2 separate regions of the Mus musculus genome follow, and region 1 is linked to region 2. Evidence: chromatin contacts called from public Hi-C data. All regions are on one chromosome and are shown on one strand. The core of a region is the stretch at or near the end of the contact, and the rest is flanking DNA. Distances in the headings are between cores, read along the strand shown.

Region 1 (4,921 bases), core at 1,395-3,894, 88 kb after region 2:
CTCTGGATCTATATAATGGCATAAAGGTAGGCATGATCCCTAACTCCATAGAGGGATCTGGTGGAGACTAGCATGTGGAGGGATCACAGAGGAAGGATATGGGCGAACCTGAAGAAACAGAGCAAGAATTGTGCTTTGGCTAATGAATAAAGGGTGGGTATCAAAAGTGACTGCAGATTGTATGAGCAACTTGGTTAATGGCAGAACCACTTAACTTTGTTTTAATCATAGAGAATGCAAGGAAGTCCTTGGCTCCAGGATGAATTGGAATGGGGATCATATCTCAGTGGTGTACTGGAGAGGCAAAGGTGACTTGACAGATGAGACACGGTAGTACGAAGAGCTGGAAGGAGTGTCCTTAGTGCCCAGTAGCTCTTCTCTTCTCTGTTCTCCTTCTGGTGTATTATCTTCAACTACCCCTCATATCCTTTTTGAGTGTCTAACTCCTCATCCTACTGAGGTGATGGCTGCTCCTTGTGCTTCTGAGATGCATTTTTTTTTCATTTCTCAAAGTGCCACGTGCATGTAGTCTTTATATTTTTGTGGAAGGGATGTTAGGAGGACAGGATGGGCCAAAAAACAAGGTCTTAGAATTCTAATTTCTTAGCAGAAGGAGCTTCTCAGGCTGTGTGTGTGAGGCCCACTGTACCAATTTCTCTTACTCCTGCATACTCTCCCTTGCCTTTCCCAATATTTCCTTTGTGACATTTGTGTTGATTGGTTGTCTTTGTGTGCGATCCTATTTCTGTGACTTGGGAAAATTTCTTCGACATAACCATTCTCAGCTTAAGGACCTTTGGTGCACTGCATCGGTGTGGACTCAGCTTAAGTACCTTGGGTGCATGGCATCAGTGTTGGCGGACTTGATGTCTTACACATTGATAGTTCCCCAGTGTTACCATCACACATGGTTTTGGATCTACTGCTGAGATCTCATACTCAAAAACTCACTCTAGGGCATAGTTAGCCTCCATTGGTAGACTGCACATACTCTCACATGGGTCTCTTTCCCAATCTGCAGGGACATGACATCTATTTCTTTAGGGATTATGGAACTGTTTAGATGGATTATCTGATGGTATTTGGTATCTGTCTAGAAAATTGTCCATTTCGTCCAGATTTTCCAGTTTTGTTGAATATTGGCTTTTGTAGTAGGATCTGATGATTTTTTTGAATTTCCTCATTTTCTGTTGTTATATCTCCATTTTCATTTCTGATTTTATTAATTTGGATATTGTTTCTGTGCCCTCTGGTTGGTCTGGCTAAGGGTTTATCTATCTTGTTGATTTTCTCAAAGAACAGCTCCTGGCTTTCTTGATCCTTTGTATTGTTCTTTTTGCATCTACTTGGTTGATTTTAGCCCTGACTTTGATTATTTCCTGCCATCTACTCCTCTTGGGTGTGGGACATGACATCTATGAGAGATGGTCATTTGTTCCACTGAGGTTTAAGTATACATCCTCACATACAGTAATTATTAAGGGAAATAGTGTGTCTGAATCTGCACAGATCATCCCCACAATGATAAAAGCACTTCAATACATAGATTATACATGTGTTGTTTGATACTTTCAAGATGATGAGATTCATATATCTATGAATAAAATAAATAATCTACTCTAATAATTTATACCCATGAGTAAATATACATGTTTATACAAATCACTTAGTATCGGTCCAACATTCATCCCTGTACTCACACACTGCTATTAAGTACCTACTGTATACAGGCAAGTGTACCAGGTGCTATGCCTATAGTGAGGAAAAAGACAGAGTTTCAAAGGAGATGATGTTGGAGAAAAAAAAATCAGGATTAATTGTTTGATTTTTAATTGTGGAAAGACATAATACATAACACTGGAAGTTGTTATGAGAGTCAGAGCCAGGGTTCAATCAGGTAGTTTGGTCAAGGTTGAGGGAGACTCCTGAGGAAGTTACTGAAGCACTAAGAAACCGAACACAGTTTGTAGAAAGGGAAAGAGGAGAGTGCTTTGCTACTCATAGGATGGAAATGGTGTGTCTCTAGACCTGACCTAGGGGAGTCAGATTCAGGCTTTAGAAACTTAATGAGGTCCTAAAGTAGGGACCACTTAGCAATAGGGAAGAAAACCACCCGTACTTTAGAAGCTAACCAACCAATTGACATTGGTGACAGCATAATAAAGATATTAAACATTTCCCTTACAAAGTATACACAGGCTATCTATCCAGGTGTCCAGCTTTATGGGTGGTCTCACTGAGCACAGCTGCTTTACACATCTGTGAGTTCATTTGTTCTTCTAACCTTACAACACAGCTCTACACTCCATTTTAGACCAAGTAAAGTACAAGTTAAATAACTCATCTGACACTGTACCTGTGACCTCGCCCAACTGAGGTGAAAGGTCAAGATCATTCTGCCATATTCAGCAGCCCAGTTATTAGCTCATTATCTAAAGAATTCTTCCCTATTGAAGGACAGGTAAAATATTAAATGTGTGGCTGGGTTGTAGCTCAGTGATAGGATTTCTGCACAGCACACTCAAGATCCCAGGCACTAACACTAACAGAATGGCAAACATTAAATTTACAGTGTGATGATTATCTCTGGAAACAGGAAGTGAGCTGTAGAGTTACCCGCCCCTCTTGTTTTGAAAGATTACTTCATACAGACAGTTATGAATTCTGCGCAGATACCTTGACGGTTTCAATGTGTGAGTTGACGTCCTAGGTCCTAAAGTTTCTCAGCAAAGAAGTAAAAGGGAAGTCAGAACAGGCAGTTCACACGAATGAACTGAAGCATGAAAAACCAAACAGAAGAGCACAACTAGAGGGTTAAATAGAAGGACTTTAGCTGTGGGAACGACTCTGAGCCTTCTGCAGGTTTGGCGTTTGTGCTCCGTGTCAGTGGGTCGATATGCCAAAGCTCTGATGCGTACATGTAACTCTTCCTTTGTAGATCAGATGAAACGGGGTTCGTACACTGGAAAGAATGCAGGAAGCTTCCAGAGAATAGTTTGGTAGCTGAGAAATCTCATCGGAAGGGTGTAAGGATCGGTTCTATCTCATGGGGAACTCCAGTGACACCCAGAGGCTATTTGGAAGGAAACCAATGATAAATAAATAGGTTCTTCACCCACTTGTGCAAGTTACAGAAATGGAGATCTGCACAACAGCTTCATTTCTTGCATTTGTGCCTTCTCTACGATGGGCTTCCCTAATAAAAATTATAAGATGGTGTTAAATAACTAGAACAGACCAAAGCAAAAATGGTGTTCTTTTATCTTGAACTTTATAACCACTGCCAGCCCTCACCCATGTTTCTTTCCAGTGAGTGCTTTGTGTACCTTAAGGTTTAACTCTGCAAGTCATCTTCCTAGTCTTTCTCAGCACTACTGTTCTTGGATATCCCTGGTACAAAGGCCAAGTTCAAGGCTGGAGCCTCTCTGGCCCATACAATCTCAACTATTGCTGAGCTAGCCAGGGCTTCCTCCCTTATCCTCCCATGTGCCTCTGACAGGACTACCAGAAGAGTCTTTTTACAAACTAATCCAATCAACTTACATCATTGCTAAGAAGCCTTCTGTGGCTTCTTATTAGTTATGGGATAGATTCCAGCCTCCTTACATGATCTCGCCTCCACTGACCTTGCCAGTATCATTTCCTGCCTCATAAAGTACTGCTGAGGTACTTCTTGTTCCAGCAATTCTGAAGCATTTATGGTATCTATCAAGTCTGCCTTTATCCGCGTGACACCTGTTCAGTTGCACAAAACTTGGAAGCACTTCCTGTTTGATTTAGCAGCCTGCTATAATTGTTATGAAATTGTTAAGAATGTGTGTCCACAGCTTCATTTGTGTTGGGCTCAACAATGTAGGTTGCTGGCACCAGAACACAAAACATGTTGTTTCATTCCTCTATGCTGCTTGCCTAGCAAGTCTCTCCCTCCACTCCGATCAGAATGCTCTTTCTCTAAAGCCCAGTTAGAACCGTGCCTCTTCGAGAAGGCAGATCTGAAAGTGTGCACTTCCACCTCTTGCATCCATGGCTCCCCCGTTCTGTTTTGCCCCTTTATGTTGCCCATACACCTAACATAACCCAGTGTGGTGATTAGGCTGCCACCTGCCTGTCTCCTTTAATGAGACTTTGAACTCCTTAGGGACAGGGTTCATGCAAGGCCTAGGCAGTAGAGTACCATGGTTAAGAACTGTAGAAAATGACTGCCTGACTGGCCATGATCCTGGAGAAGCCACTCGATCTCTCTGTTTCTTTAGTGGTAGGAACATAATCAAAGAATCTACCTGGAATGGGTAATTGCTTCCAAATTTAAAAAAAGGAAAAAGGAAAAAGAAAAAGGCTCAGCATTTAGTGGGTGGCATATAACTACTACCTATTCCGGGACACTGTTCTCTTTATGTTCCTTTAACCTACTACAACCTACAGCCAACAGACATTTATTCCTCATGAGCTAAATATGCACTGTGTGCCAGGCTCTGTGTTGGCTTCCTAGGCTGCAAAGTAAAGAAAGTCACAACTTCTGTCCTTGAAGGGTTGACGTTTATCAGGGAGAAGAACGCGCAGTCGAGAAACATGGTCCAGTGTGATAAATGCTAAGTGCAGAAGATTTTAGAACGCAGGGCAGGGCATTCAAATCACCCCAGGGAGAGGAAACTCAACTGGAGTTGTATAGAATGAGTAAGAGTTGGCTAACCATGGAAAGGAAGATTACTGTAGGGACAGAGATCATATGCAAAAGCACAGATGCATGTTTTTAGGTCTGCATTTTTTTCTGTGTGACTGGAGCAAGTGGTGTTTGACATGCTCTGCAGAGGCTAGAGAAAGTGAGTCAGGCAGGAGTGGCAGACAGGTTCCTATGCGGGCCTGTAGGTGGGGGTTTCCAGAAATGCCTTGCAAAGGATTAGAAGCCTATACTGAGTCTCCA
Region 2 (4,779 bases), core at 300-2,799:
ACAGAAAGGCTGCAACCTTTCCGACCAGTGCCAACACAGAAAAGAACTGCTTGTTGACATACCTCTCCTTTAAGATGAGGTTACCTCTTGAAGCCCACGAGTCAATTTCTCCTCGTGTTTCCCTGGAGAGAATTAGGACACACATCCTTCCTGAACTTATCTCTGACACTTATGTGATCTACCCCAGTCTAGACTTATTGTAGTCACATGAAGAGGGAACTTACGAGGACAGCAGACCGGGGAGGGGGAGTAACAATCAAGATTACTCAAGAGACCACACCACCGTAGAAATCCAGAGAATTGGGGCATGTGCCCTGTTTCCCTGCAGGAAATACAGATAGAGTGGTCAGCAAGGCTTTCTGGAAAAAGTGATGTCTAAACTGTGGAAACGTGGGGAGAGACATTTTCTTTTCAGAAAGATCACTCTAGTAGCAAGAAGTAAATGAGAAGACTGCAGAGAAGATGTAGAGAGAGGAGCCTGGAGGTAGCAGAGGGGTGCAGGAAAAGTGGGGTGGAGTCGGGGCATTTGCCCACACATCGGTGCTATTCCCTGAACTGGAGATCGTAGCAATAGGTTGATTCTGCAGTTGGGCTAAAATGGTGAGCAAAGGTGCAACTAGTACTCTCTCTGTGGGAGGCTGGTGGATGGGTGGTCAGAAGAAGCCCAGGTAATCAGAGATAGACACATAGGGCCCTGAGTTGTGCCAAGAGGCCACACACAGTCCTTTTAAGAATGTGAACAGAGACAATGGTGAAGAGATGGGGGGAGGAGATACTGAGAGCAGGCAAACAGATCATACCTCTCCAGGTCCAGGCAGGGACAGCAAGGTCTCTGTGATAGTAAAGTGAACTGCACAAAGGAGACCTGAGTACAAGGATTCCCACCAGAGTGACAGCACTTGTCCTGAGTTTAGCAGACTTAAATCTTGGCAGTGTGCTTACATACACTGTTACTTAGTGCTGGCCTCTATGAGTGTAGGCATTCTTGCATTAACAAGCTTTGCAACAGACCAGGTAGGAACTGTTCAAGGGAGTCAGGGCATTTCTGAATGTAGCTCCTTGTCCCTTGTCTCAGGCCAATGCTTTGTTTACTAGAGACCTCTGCAGAGAGCCTTCATCCATCACTGACCAAGCATTTCCTGAAGTATAGTCTAGTACAGAAGACAGGGACAGGCAGAAATACAGCTGCAGAGCACCAAGTCACAAATCCGAGGGGCTGGGGGGAGAGCTGCTGTGGCTCTGGCCTCTGATCTAGCTGGCCTGCCTAGTACTTTCTGTTGACGTAATAACTCTAGTGGCCACTAGATCATCTGCTCACTGTAGAGCATGAATCAGAACTACTAAACAACAAGAGCTTCCCTTATGGCCACTGTGTCTCCAGGACCATTTCGAGTACTGATTGTGACAAATGAAGAAGGTGTTCTTGCTTTCCTAGAGCTAAGTAGGGAAGAAGGTCACAGGAACAGAGTTCTGTAGGACAGTGAAGCCAGTGCAGTGCTAGGACTGCAGGAAGCAGAGAAGCTCTGGGCTCCATCCCCCACTTCTCAGGGAATGCTGCTGGAAGCCGTGCTGGACATCTAATTCCAGCTGCCTTTGTCTCTCTGGGATCCTTCTAAGGTCATGGGGATGAATGATGTCATTTGGTGTCTAACAGCTTCTAGCACATAATGAGTTTCTGGAAATGATGGCAGATAGCTCACATTGTAGCCTAGACAAGTGGAGGGGTTTTGTGTGGTGGACTAAGATTATTACTGGGAAAATGGTGCCTCAGTCGCTTGTCAACTGTGAAATTATATGAGATATGCTACAACAGGACTAGCTCCTGCTTCTCAATGAATATTCTGTCCACACTTGATGAGGTTGTGTTTGTCATGCATCTCTAATTGACCTGGCATCTCTCTTAATGCTGAGGGAAGATGTACTTCTCGCAGAACATGGGTTCTGAGCCACTGAAAGCTTTTTGTCCAGTGAGAAAGTATGTAGACTTCCTCCAACTGTGTGCGTGGATGAGTTCATTCATGTGTATGAATGTGAGTGTACACTTACATAGCACACATGTGCGGGTGAGTTGGTCCTCACCTTCTACCTTCTGAGATGGCCTTTGCCGCTCACTTGTTGGTACACAGACTAGCTGAGCCAGGAGGTTCCAGGGTTCTCTTCTCAGCCAAGCATAGAACACTGGGATCACAGACCATGCTACTGCTCCTTACTTTTACTTGGGTTCTAGGGCTTTGAGCTTGGCTCTTCCTGCATGCATACACACTAAGAAAATAGAACCACTAAGATGAGAATTCTGCAGAAGTTAATGTTGCTGTTAACAAATGATTATTAAGGTAGATTTAAAGACATAAATATATTCTGTAGTCTGGAGAATAAAATAAGCCCTTTGCTCTGTATTGTACACAGCCTTCTAAGAAGTGGTTCCCAGGGACTAGGATCACAGGTGATTACATCTGTACTCCTTTTGATATCATGATTTAGTTATTTGAGTACTGCCAGTTTGATGGGAGACCTGAGATAGATGATGGTGCTCAGTAAGCCAGCAGATGAATATGTAAGGGCACTCTGAGAACTGAGTGGCCCTGGAAACCTAAACCCCAGCTGTTTCCATGGAGAAATATGCCCCATAAGGACCTTCTTTGAAATCAACTTTTGAACTCCTGCTGATTTATTAGTTGGGGGCTAATGATATAAAGCCATCACCTACTGATGTGTAAAATTCTCAGCATTAACCCATCATCAAGAGTTTATTGAGTGAGTGCTGGGTGGATTACACTGATAGGCGTAGCAGAGAGGAACAAAGGACAGAAAGAAGCGTGTCTGCCCTCCAGGAGTCTACACCTAGTTGAAGAGGGAAGAACTGACTATAAAGCAACTTCTATGGTGCCTGAGCCAAAACACAGGAGTCTGCAAGCAGCAGCAGGGAAGGGGATGTGAAGCCAGTGTGGTTAATCGGGAAAATGCAGTGTTCCACCCTGGAGCATGTTCTCTATTCATTTATAATCCCCAGAGGCACCAAAGGCTACTCATTCTTCCTGGAGAGCCTTGTGGGTGAACCCCTGGCTGTAGTGTTCCTGGTATGGGCAACTTGAAACCACACAGGAGTGGCTCAAACCTTCTCTGTCTTTTTCCCTGTATTTCCTTCAGCTGCTTTTGCCTCCATCTTGGCCATCTTTTTCTCCCTTTTTTTCCATCCATCCATCCATCCATCTATCTATCTATCTATCTATCTATCTATCTATCTATCTATCTGCTTTTAGTAGTGTTTTCTGTTGTCGTGTTTGGTGTGGGGTTATTTTGGAGCAGGCTAGGTTGCAGGCACATCCTACCCCAAGTTCCACCTGGTAAACCTGAGTGTCTGGAGCCTGATATTTAAAGCAGATTGTATATTTTTGTCTAATTTTCAGTGAGTCTGCAAAGGAGGCAGGTGTTGGCTAGTGACTCACCTGAGAGGTAAGGGTGAGGGTACATTAGCAGAAAGCATGACATTCCGCTCAAAGGACTGACCTCAATATCATTATCCCTGTAGTTGGCTTACTTTTTCTGCTGCAAGAGGCAGGAGAGATGGCTTAGTGGTGGAGAGCCTGGTGCACGAGACCAGCACCTACACAAAGGCAGTTCCTACCTGCTGGTAACTCCACCTTCAGGGCTGTCTGATGCCTCCCACCATCTAGGGCATTGGCATGCACACGCACATAAACACACACACAATAAAATAAAGGCCGTCTCTTAGGAAGCATTCTCCCCACTTTTCTGGATTATTTACAAAAAAAAAAAGCATGCCTTTTCCTTTTTTCTCTCTCTCTCTCACTTTTCTAAGCATGGTGTTTTTCATAGCACTCTTTCTAGAAATCCTTTTTAAAGGCATTTCTCCTCCCCACCATATGACTCACCTTTATGCCAACAGCTGAACTCGAAGTACATGGTCCCTCTCCCTCTTCTTTTTTATTCTCCATCTCTGGACAGCTTGTGAGATTCACAGCTTGGCTGCCTTGGGACTTTTCTTTTTGACTCGAATAAAATTGTCTTTGATAAATAAACTTTGGCTTTGCTTGACTTTTAATATATGACAATAAAATAAAAATCTCTGGGAAAAAAAAGAAAGTAATCTAAAAGATGGAGTTTTTATATTGGCCCACCGTCCGTTGTGGTGTGAATTCTTGGCAGTGGACTGTGAGGTATCTGGTCACGCTGCGCCTGCAATCAGGAAACAGAACAATGGATGTTGGTGCTCTGATGGTGCTGTTCCTGGTATTCAGTCTCCAGCTCAGCCGTGGGAAGGTACTACCCACCCATAGGTAATGTGGGTTGTCTTACTTATGAGTACAAAATCACAGACACACCATAGGCATGTCTAGGTGATTCTGTGTTCTGTGAAGTTGGCAGTATTAATCACAGTAGTCACAAGTAGCATAGAACACAAACTGGTATTTACTATGGTTTCAGCACCAAAGTACTCTGGACAAGTTTGCCTAGGTTGATAAGGCATTTTATATTACTAAAACTCCAAATGATGTTATCCTGAAATCGCAGTTGCCCTGTTCAGTTCCATTTGAAGATAAGTGAAATGCAGGGAGGTTCAGTAACCTGCCCAATGCTTCACTTGTATAGCAAATATGGCCTATACCCCCCCCCAAATACAGTATTCTTCTTAGATTCCTTCTTATTCACTGCCTTACTGGCCTGAGCTAGGAGAGGGAAAACAGATGGGAAATAAGAAGAGGGGGGAGACACCTTGGAAAAGAAAGAGATGAAGTTCTTTTCCAAAAGAAGGGCTCG

Evidence for each region. A called contact is a pair of places that touch in the nucleus more often than the background predicts.
Region 1: a contact with region 2 is called in a Hi-C map of B cells, with 1.8 times the contacts expected there. The contact joins two enhancer-like sites. A contact is called at or near these places in 2 of 15 datasets of contacts at CTCF or cohesin (the G1E-ER4 cell line and stem cell-derived epiblast-like cells), 31 of 484 Hi-C or Micro-C datasets (B cells, the C10 cell line, CD8 T cells and 10 more) and 7 of 115 datasets of contacts at active chromatin or transcription factors (the 230-238 cell line, the HPC-7 cell line, acute myeloid leukemia and 2 more).

What each region holds. Positions count from the first base shown.
Region 1 is chr6:67,053,652-67,058,572 of GRCm38.p6, forward strand. All of the region lies in intron 1 of E230016M11Rik (RIKEN cDNA E230016M11 gene), which reads left to right. Among named protein-coding and RNA genes, the nearest start is that of Gadd45a, 19 kb to the left of the region's middle. Within about 2 kb of position 2,645, at least 83 of the 459 cell types and tissues checked have an H3K27ac peak or open chromatin away from gene starts, as enhancers often do. A contact at or near this core is called in B cells and centroblasts, where this site is marked.
Region 2 is chr6:66,966,857-66,971,635 of GRCm38.p6, forward strand. All of the region lies in intron 3 of Gng12 (guanine nucleotide binding protein (G protein), gamma 12), which reads left to right. Among named protein-coding and RNA genes, the nearest start is that of Gm36816, 40 kb to the right of the region's middle. Within about 2 kb of position 1,550, at least 36 of the 459 cell types and tissues checked have an H3K27ac peak or open chromatin away from gene starts, as enhancers often do. A contact at or near this core is called in B cells and centroblasts, where this site is marked.